2 separate regions of the Rattus norvegicus genome follow, and region 2 is linked to region 1. A link is a contact called in public Hi-C data. All regions are on one chromosome and are shown on one strand. Each heading gives the region's core, a stretch centred on a gene start, on an enhancer-like site or on the middle of the called end of the contact. The rest is flanking DNA. Distances are from core to core; before and after follow the strand shown. Region 1 holds the start of Pfn2 (profilin 2). Region 2 holds the start of Tsc22d2 (TSC22 domain family, member 2).

Region 1 (4,621 bases), core at 725-3,224:
CATTTCTCCCCCCATCTTTAGTTTTTAAGGTGATAATAAAAGTTAAGAAGTAAGAATTAAAATGGTTGTGGCAAAAAAGGCAGAATAAGAAATAGGAAAGAGTGAGGGAGATTAAATCAGGTGAGGACACAATGGCAGAAGTGGATGGATTCCTTTATAAGGAGAATTCTCTATCTTCCAAACATGAGGACAAATAATCTCTACTTGACAGTTGACTACTCTGTTGTTGGTCCTACTCGAGGTGGCTTGAATGAGAATGGCCCCCAAAGGCTCATATATTTGAATGGATAGTCATCAGGGAGTGACACTACTTGGGAAGGATTAGTAGGTGTGGCCTTGTTGGAGGAAGTGTGGTACTGTGGGTGGGCTTTGAGGTTTCCAAAGTCCAATTCAAAACCAGTGATGCTCTCTTCCTGCTACTTTGGGATCCAGACATAGAACTCTCAGCTATTTCTCCATATCATGCCAGACTGCATACTTCCAGGCATGATGAGAATGGACTAAACCTCTGGAACTGTAAGCCAGGCCCCAATTAAATGCTTTCTTTTATAAGAGTTGCTGTGGTCACAGTGTCTCTTCATAGCGATCAGAACTCTAAGACATTATTTTTTTTAAAGCCCAATAAATAAATAATAAATAAAAGTTCAGTGATGCTATTATAAAATTGTCAGTGTGCTCCACAACTTTAAACTTGATGATAGTTTGCAATCTACTGGAGCTTTCTTTCCCTTAATAAGCAGGTCGGGTTTGTCACCTCAAACTGGTCATCGTTGGGGAACATCTGATGCTGAGTCTAGACCCAGCACATAAAGTTAATAAAGATGTAGGAGAATGTTCGGAGACTCTTAAACCATTTCCCACCCTGTCATATACAAGTCTTCCTCGGATGTAGATTCTGAATTATTTTCACCATTTAGTACAGTGGGTCTCAACCTGTGGGCCTCAAACCCTTTGGGGGCACATATCAGATATTTACATTATGATTCATAACTAGCAAATTTACAGTTATGAAATAGCAACAAAATAATTTATGGTTGGGGGGTTAGCACAACATAGGTAACTGTGTTAAGGGGTCACGCTCAGCATTAGGAAGTTTGAGAACCACTGGTCTAGTTCAATGAATCTTTTCTAGCTCGACTATTCTTTGTATTTCGTGGATGTATTTAACGCACAGTAACTTTTCCAGTTACCAAGTACGCATAGGGTCTGGTTTTTTTGTTTTGCTTTGCTTTGCTTTTTTTAGTTAGAATTTCTGGACCGTTGAGCCCCATGTGTGATTAGCAGCACTGCGTTCAGGGCAAAAGCTCCACTGAACCTGGAGTTCCTCGTACTCAAAGGAGGCAACAAAGAGCTGCGCTGCTCCGTTGCCACTGCTCTGATTTCAGGAGCGTGCGAGGCGCAGCTGGCCAAGGTCTTTCAAGAGACACCTCCCCAAGTGTGGGCAACCCGCACTGGCCGCTCCCACTACAAAGAGTAAACCCTCGTCTGCATCCCGTCACCAGGGCAACCCTGCCACCCGACACCGGTGCTGTCAATAAATACCGCGTCCAGGGCTGGCACTTGAGGAGTGAGCACCGCGGCCGCCGTGCACCCAGAGCTCTGGCACCCTACGGCGCCCACTCAAGCTGCCTCGCCTCATAGCCTGCGGTGAAGCCTCCGCCGCCGCGCCCCAGCCCTGCTCCCGCTCGCCTGCCGCACGTGTGGGCCGTGATTGTCCCCGGCGGTATCCCTCCGCGCCCCCGCCTCAGCTCTCCCGCCCTCCCCGGGACCCTCGCCGGCTGCGCTGCGGAAGGATCGCACGCACGCGCGTACACGTCCCGCTGGCCGCGGAGAGCCGAGGGAGCTGCGGTGTGAGTCGGCCGTCGCCAGCCCCGCTGCAAGCGTCGCTCAGCCGCTGGCCCCTGAGCCCCGCGGCCGCGGCCGCCCGGCGCTCCCCGCTGCGGGTCCTGTCCCCGCCCGCCGCAGTTCCCCGGAGAGGGGCGGTCGGTGCCTGCGCAGAGCCGCCTCCTCCCCGCCCCCGCCCCGCCTCCACCGCCGCCGCCGCCGCCGCTGCTGCTGCGCCTCTGCTCCTGCCGTCCCCGCTGCAGTGCGAAGGGCTCGAAGATGGCCGGTTGGCAGAGCTACGTGGATAACCTGATGTGCGATGGCTGCTGCCAGGAGGCCGCCATTGTCGGCTACTGCGACGCCAAATACGTCTGGGCAGCCACGGCCGGGGGCGTCTTCCAGAGCATCACGGTGAGGCCCGGGGGCGCCGAGCCGGCAGGTGTGCGGCGGGCCTGAGGAAGGGGACGCCCGCCCGCGAGGAAGGGGATGAGGCCGGGGCTGAAGGATAGGGTACCGCCGGCTGAGGAAGGGCATGCAGCCGGGGGGGCCCCCGTGCCAGCCGCTGAGCCTGGGGATGCTGCCCGAGGCCGCGCGGGGGCGGGGCGGCCGGACTCTTCGCCCCGGCGGCGCCCCGGCTTGCGGCTGCCAGGGTGGAGGAGGGGACGTCACCCCGGGAGGCCCCTCAGCGTTCGGGGAGCCCGGCGGGCTGCAGTGCAGGTCCCCGGGTGTGGGCGGGAGGTCCTAGGCAGCAGGCTGGCCCTGGCTCGGCAGTGTGCGCGGGATGTGGGTGGCGGCGGTGGCCGGGTCCCGGGAATTAATGGAGTGACTTTGCGTAGGCTTGCGGGTGTCCAGGCCTCCTAGGCTGGAGAGAAAGGTACGCGGACCACGTAGGTGGAATCGTGAATCTACTTCAGCTGTGGCTCTATAGTTTTTTTTTTCCTCCAAGATGGCGAACTGCCATTGATTTCTCTTCTCCACCTATAGAGATTCATCGATATACTGTTATCCCCAGTTACGCAACATAGCTCTAAAAAGGGGATGGTTTAAGGGTGATTTAAAAAAAAAATCTGGGGAGTCGCTGGGGGGGGGTGACACTTCTCAAGTCACTCCCTCTTTAGTGATGGTAGTAAAAGAACTAATACCGATATCTGCTTCACGTTGTCTCATCTTCATGTGACTTGATGGCATTTGACTCGGTTGCCACACGTTTGGAGTATATTCGTCAATCAGCCTCCAGCACTGCTTATTGTTATGCTCGTTTCTATGCAATGCTCTTCTTTAAAATTTTGGCACCAGTATCAAGTACAAGACCATTCCCTTAATTTCTTAGTTCCACACTCCCACTCCCTTCCCATCACCTAGGAAAAATCAAGTCCCATATCACAGGTGCTCAGCATTTTACTACTTAACATGGTTTAATATATCAGTGTGGATTCAGTCCATGATAGGAGTGCTTTAAGATCTCCTGTCCCCATGTGAGAGATCACAATTCCTACAGCGAATTGACATTTGGTGATTTAACTTTTTTTTTCTGCAGTCTTGCCTTTGTGTGTGAGTTCCCGCTGTCTGGCTTAAGAAGATTGCGGGAGTATGCTTGGAAATGGCTGGGGCCTGCTATGACTCTGCAGTTCTGATGGGGGCGACGCCTTCCTTCTTATTCATGGAATGTTAGAATGAACGTATTCTCTTTTCTATTCTGCCGGCTAACTCACTTTCCTTACCAATGCCCCTCCATTTTCTCTCTGATTTTACTATTGGTTACTGCAGTGCTGTAGACAGACTCCACACTGCATTTGTCCAGAAGGAAAAGCTGATTATTGAATGGAAGGGCAAGGCAAGTTGGAGAGAAAAAAGTGGCTAGAAAAATAGGAGGGAAAAACGAACTTGGAAATGCCCCACAGTGATGGAGGTGGTGTTTGAGGCTCACACTGCCAGGGATATTTCAATCTGCTCGAAACAGAGAAGTGAGCAGGTTTATCTGGGTAGACTTTCACTCAACTTTAACTTTGATGCAACATGACTAATGTGGCTGAATGTGACAGACAAGCTTTTGTAAGAGCTTATAGCTGAATCTTTACAATTACATAAGCACCTTCAAGTAGCACCTGACTTGATATAGTTTATAAATAACTCAATTTCAGTTTGTAGCCGGTGTCAACTGCCAACTGTTTAGGGAGACTCTTTGTACCGTTGCTATACTCTGGCTTTTAGTTAGCAGACCTCACTGCAAAAGCAAACTAATGTGTAAATCATGTAACCGTGTAATGATAAAAACAAGAACAATCAAGATATTTACATCAGCACACAGTTTGTTGTATCAAATTCTGATTAACTGTAATTTTTTTCTTCTTTGTTTTGGGTGGCCAGCCAGCAGAAATAGATGTGATTATAGGAAAAGACCGGGAAGGTTTCTTTACCAATGGTTTGACTCTTGGAGGAAAGAAGTGCTCTGTGATCAGAGATAGCCTATACGTTGACTCGGACTGCACAATGGACATCCGGACAAAGAGTCAAGGTGGGGAGCCAACATACAACGTTGCTGTTGGCAGAGCTGGGAGAGGTAAGCAAGCTGGTTTTTTGTGCCTGAAAGTTGCATGCCACGTTAGAACTTGGGTTTCTTTAATGGTTTAAGTAAAGATTCGTTCCTAGAGACTCTTAAGGGGGTTTGTGAGCTGCTCAGCACTGAAGGCTGGCACTGCTACCATCTCGTCTGTTTCAGAGTGGTGCGTACGCGCCTCACTCCTCCCCCTGACTGCTGTAAACTGCCACAGCTTTAGTAATCTTAACAATGGAAAGT
Region 2 (4,621 bases), core at 1,512-4,011, 570 kb before region 1:
TCTATGTGATAGTTCCTTAAAAAATAAAAAAATAAAAAAAAATAAAAAAAAAAAAGAACCCTACAATTCCTAAGTAGCCACAACCATGAACAGCGTAGCAATGCACTAATTTCTACCTATTTAAAAAGCATACCCTACACTCTGGGTAGAGGGCGTTGGTTACAGACATTTTAAAACTATAGCCTTTATTATTGTTTAGGCATTTCACACCTCCCTTCACTAAAGACTGATAGAACATCCATCTTCCAGTACTTTTTCTTTTTCCTATTTTGCTTAAACTTTGAAAAGTTTGAAAAGTTACTGGGAACTCTCACGACTCCCTTCTATTAAAGACTGACTTAGGGGTAGTCAAAGCTAGACTTCACCACATTTTATCGTTCTTTCCAGTCTGCCCAATTCACTGATGGAGACTGCTTCTATTCCATTCCTTCCCTGCCCCCAGGAAAAGGCTCTCTGGTTTTCTGTCTTAAAGAGTTTCAAAACTAACTCAGGCAAAACTGCAATAAGCACTCAAAAGTAATTACTACCTTAGAAAGGGACTCTCTTACTAAGGGTGGGGGCAATACCAGCTCTCATCTTTAAACTGTTAAGCTGAAATAAATATACCAACGGCGTTGAACCACTATCCATTTAATTTCTTAAAAAGAAAACAAAAACAAAACAACAACAACAAAAATCCCGTGACTTTTGTCTCCTTACTCCCAAACTTTGAATTGATTTTTACCAAACTTAAGTTTTAAAAATAAAGACCTTAAGTGGAAACAAACAAACTCACTCCCAAAACTGCATCTATTTGGGCAAGCAACTCTACCAGATGTTCAAAATAAAAATTTACCTACCTGTCTTCATCACCATCAACAGGAATAGCTATGCTGAATACAGAGGTGGCCAGACTGTTCATAGGTGTTAATTGAAGAGGGTTTGCCAGGGCATCTGCAACTGGAGGCTTCACAACAGGCTTATTTTCAGCAATGAGAGAAAGTGGTGCTTGAGGTAGGGGTTCTGATTTTCTTCTAGTATCGTCAATTTGCCTGACTAAAGACTGGGTCTGAGTCTGAAACTGGCTTAGATCAGACTGTGGTAGACTTGTTGGTGCACTGTGTGTGCCTTGCGCTAAGGGTGGACCAACTTGCTGGATGACGCTGCTGCTCCGGCTGACTGGCGTATGGCCGCTCAGCTGCTGAGACTGGCCCAGAGGCGCGGGTACATTTGGCATAGTAACAGAAGTGGTGGGCACAACAGGCACGCTTGGAACGGGTACCGCTGCAGGCACGTTTGGAACTCCGGGCACCACGGTGTGAGGACCACCAGGCACGGCTGACAGCTGAACACTGCCACCCATATGTGGCGGAGGCTGCACGGACTGGGGCTGCCCAACCCCGGTCAGCCCAGAGCCAGGCTGCACCACGCCTCCTATAGCAGCTGGGGCCACTCCGGCCGGCTGACAAGGAGCGGCCTGGCCCACGGGAACCGGACCCGGGGCCACGACTTCACTGGGCTGGGCAGAGGCGCCCATCATCTGGGCACCCAAGGAAGAAACGCTCTGGCCAGATCCCAGAGGAAAGCTGGCCGCTGAAGCAGAGGTCGCGCTAGCGCTGGTAGACAAGGGCTGCGCAGGGCTTGGTGGCTGCAGGGCCACGTGCGGCGGCAGGTACTCACTCTGGCCCGATGGCTGGACCGGCAACAAATGCCCGGGTGGTATCGGAGGCTGGGGATAGGCGAACTGCTGTGACAACGAGGAGCCGACCGCCGGGCCAGGCTGAGCTGTCAGGGCCACAGGCTGTGCCAGGTTGACATTCGGCGGCGGCGGCAGCCCCTGGCCAACAGGCCCGGGGAGGGCGCCGCCGGCTACGGCTCCCTGGAGCTGAGTTGGCTGAGTGGCTGCCGTCATTGGCTGCGACCCGGTCGCTGCTCCGGGGAACAGCGGCAGCGACACCGAACTTGGAGCCACAGCCCCACCTACGGGCGGTGGAGGCTGTGGCTGCCCAACGCTGAAACTCTGCGGCTGGGCGAGAGTGGGCTGGCTCATTTTCTCCGACGGGGGTAGCTGTGACACAGCAGTCAAGGAGCTGTCAGTTCCCGAGTCCAGCCCGTGCGCCCCCTGCATGGAGGCCACCACCACCACCACCGACCCTCCGGTGGCGCCCAAGCCGCTGTCCCGCTCTGCAGTCTGCTCCAAAGTATTGCTGTGTCTAATGCAATCCCCGGACCTACTGAGGACGCTACTATCTGAATCCCGCTCGTAGTATTCCATACACGTCCATCGGCCGCGCCGATACGGCTCTCCGCTCCCGTGGTCTAGTTTGATCACGCGGAAACGGGAACTACAAGTGGCAGGGGGCTGAGATGGAGTTGCACTACTTGGCCCAGGAGCAGACACTGAAGTGGCAACCGCCGCCAGGGTCTGGGAGAGTGCCCCTGCCACGCTCCGGGCCGGCACGCCGCCGCCTCCGTTGGCGGGCACAGCTGAAGCGGCTGCCAGCTGCCCATCTAGGATGAGGTTCGGGGACACAGTCCCGGGAGTTTCCGCATCCCCGACATTGTTGAGCGTCTCTTCCGAGGAGCTGCGCTCGCACACCTCCTCTGGGCCGTAATCCGTGGCCCGAGAAACGTCGAAGATCTCGGAGGACACGTCCTCCGTGCGCGACTCGTCCGGGTCGTCCAGGCTCTCGGTGTCCTCGGTGATGCTAGTGGCCACCTGGGCCGTGGTGACACTGGTGATCTGGAAGCAGCTCTTCTTCTTGGCCGGCATCTTGGACATGGTGGAAAAGGCTGGAGGACAGAGGCTCCTCTGGGACCCCACCGGAAACCGAGAAGGGCCGAGCACGGGCCCCCAAAGACAAAGTCCGAGTTCGCGCCTGGGTCTACGGCCCACGCCGCAAGTCACGGGCTGCTCTGGGCGCCGGCGTCTAGGCGCGACATCCTCCTCCTTCCTTCTCACCTCCCGCGGCAGTGGTGCCTCAATTCAACCCGTCAGTGACGGTCCGAGCGTGGTTCAGGGGCGGGCCGGCTGCTCGCACAGCTCAGCCGCCGCGGTCAGTCCAGCCCGGCGCTCGGCGCGGTCAGCAGGCCCGGCTGGGGGTGGAGCGCAGGGCGCAGGAGGCGGCGGCGGCGGCGTGAGGGGCGGTTCTGCCCCGCTCGGGCTCTTTTGGCCGGGTCCCGCGGCTGCTCCCGCGCGGCGACGCGGAGGAAGAAGGCGGAGCGGCGAGGCCGGGACCGGCGCTTCCTGACGGGGCTGGAGGTCCGCGGCGGGAGGCAGCCCTCCGTCCCGGGCTCTAGCCCGAGCGCAGTCCCGGGGCCATGCCGGCGGTGGCGGCGGAAGCCCGCTCGGGGGCGGGGAAGGCCGGCAGTCTGGCCTCCCTCAGGGAGCCACCCGCTGCGGCGGGCCCGGCCTCCTCGCGGCTCTGAGGCGCGTGAGGGGCGGCGGCGGCTGAAGGAACGGCAAGCGTGCGGAGGCGCTCGGCGGCGTGAGGGGGACCGGTGGAGGCGTCTTCCGCTTCTCCTCGGCGCGGCCGGTTCGTAGACTCCGGAAAAACTGAAATTCAAACTGCTGAAGCAGCGGCTGCAGCTCCCTCCACTCGGCCAAGATGGGGCTGAAATGGCCGCGCCAGGGATGCTGGGAGGAGCAGCAGCCCCGCAGCCGCTGCCGCCGCAGACTAAAATGCCGCCGCTGCCGCAGCCACCGCCAGCGCCGCAGCCGCCGCCGTTCCGTGACGCGTCGGCGTCGTGACGTCACCGCCCCGCCCCCTCCGGTTTCCTGCAGCTTCTCGTGGAGGCTTGAGGGGGGTTCGTGGGCGGGGCCAAAGGGCAGAGAAAAGGGAGCGGGTTCTTTATTTAAAATTTTTTCAAATTTAAATTTTACGCTGCAGGTTCATTAGGAGTTGAGACGCCAGAGGACGGTTTTTATTTGCAATCCTGGAACGTCGCACGGTTTAGTGCCGGCGTGTGGAAATCCTGGATGACCCGAGGTCATGTGCTGGGTCTAACGTTTAACAGAGTCTTAGTGGAACCCGGGTGATAGGGGAGAAAAGTAGGGCGATCCAGCTGCAGAAGAGATGTATGTCTGGAGAAAGCGAGTCGCGTTAAAAAGCCCTGAAAATATGATAGTCGGAGAAGTGAGATTTAAGAGAAACGAGGGTGACAAACACAGAACAGCAAGCCAGACTGAATTAGAAAGATGATCTTTCAGACAGAAATTCTGTTTTCAACAACAGCGTTAGGGATGATTACTTGCCCAGAGTAAAGTCGGGTTTCGAAAAAGATTAGGAGTTAGTAACATATTCCAAATTTCCCAGGATTTGCTGTGATTCAAGCCTGCAAGAGTTCATTTAACTTTTGAGACGTTGAACGTGAAATCTGCTTATAGGTTCCAAAGTTGAAGAGCCTATGGTGTTAAATAAGTGGAGCTCTTTTGATTGTGCTAAGGCCTTGTTGTTACTTGGTTTGCATCATGCACAATAAAATACCTCTTTCTTCCAGGACTAAGTCAGACAGCAGCTCTGAAAGTGCCACTGAATTTTCCATCTGGTAGCTACTTCCTAATCAAAACCAAGAGTCCATTTGAAAAAAAAAAAAAAAAAAGAGGGAGAGAGACCTGTTGTAGCCTAGGCTACTTACTTAA

What was found. A called contact is a pair of places that touch in the nucleus more often than the background predicts.
Region 2: a contact with region 1 is called in a Hi-C map of mammary epithelial cells, with 3 times the contacts expected there. The contact joins the promoter of Tsc22d2 here to the promoter of Pfn2 in region 1. A contact is called at or near these places in 3 of 12 Hi-C or Micro-C datasets (the A7r5 cell line, Schwann cells and mammary epithelial cells) and 1 of 1 datasets of contacts at active chromatin or transcription factors (oligodendrocytes).

The regions. Positions count from the first base shown.
Region 1 is chr2:144,220,289-144,224,909 of GRCr8, reverse strand. It overlaps Pfn2 (profilin 2), which reads left to right and starts at 1,974. Exons shown (of 3, transcript NM_030873.2): 1 at 1,974-2,235; 2 at 4,192-4,384. The coding sequence starts at 2,104. All of the region lies in intron 1 of Rpl12-ps2 (ribosomal protein L12, pseudogene 2), which reads left to right.
Region 2 is chr2:144,795,180-144,799,800 of GRCr8, reverse strand. Tsc22d2 (TSC22 domain family, member 2) reads right to left here and starts at 2,761. Exons shown (of 4, transcript NM_001191960.1): 1 at 840-2,761. The coding sequence starts at 2,761.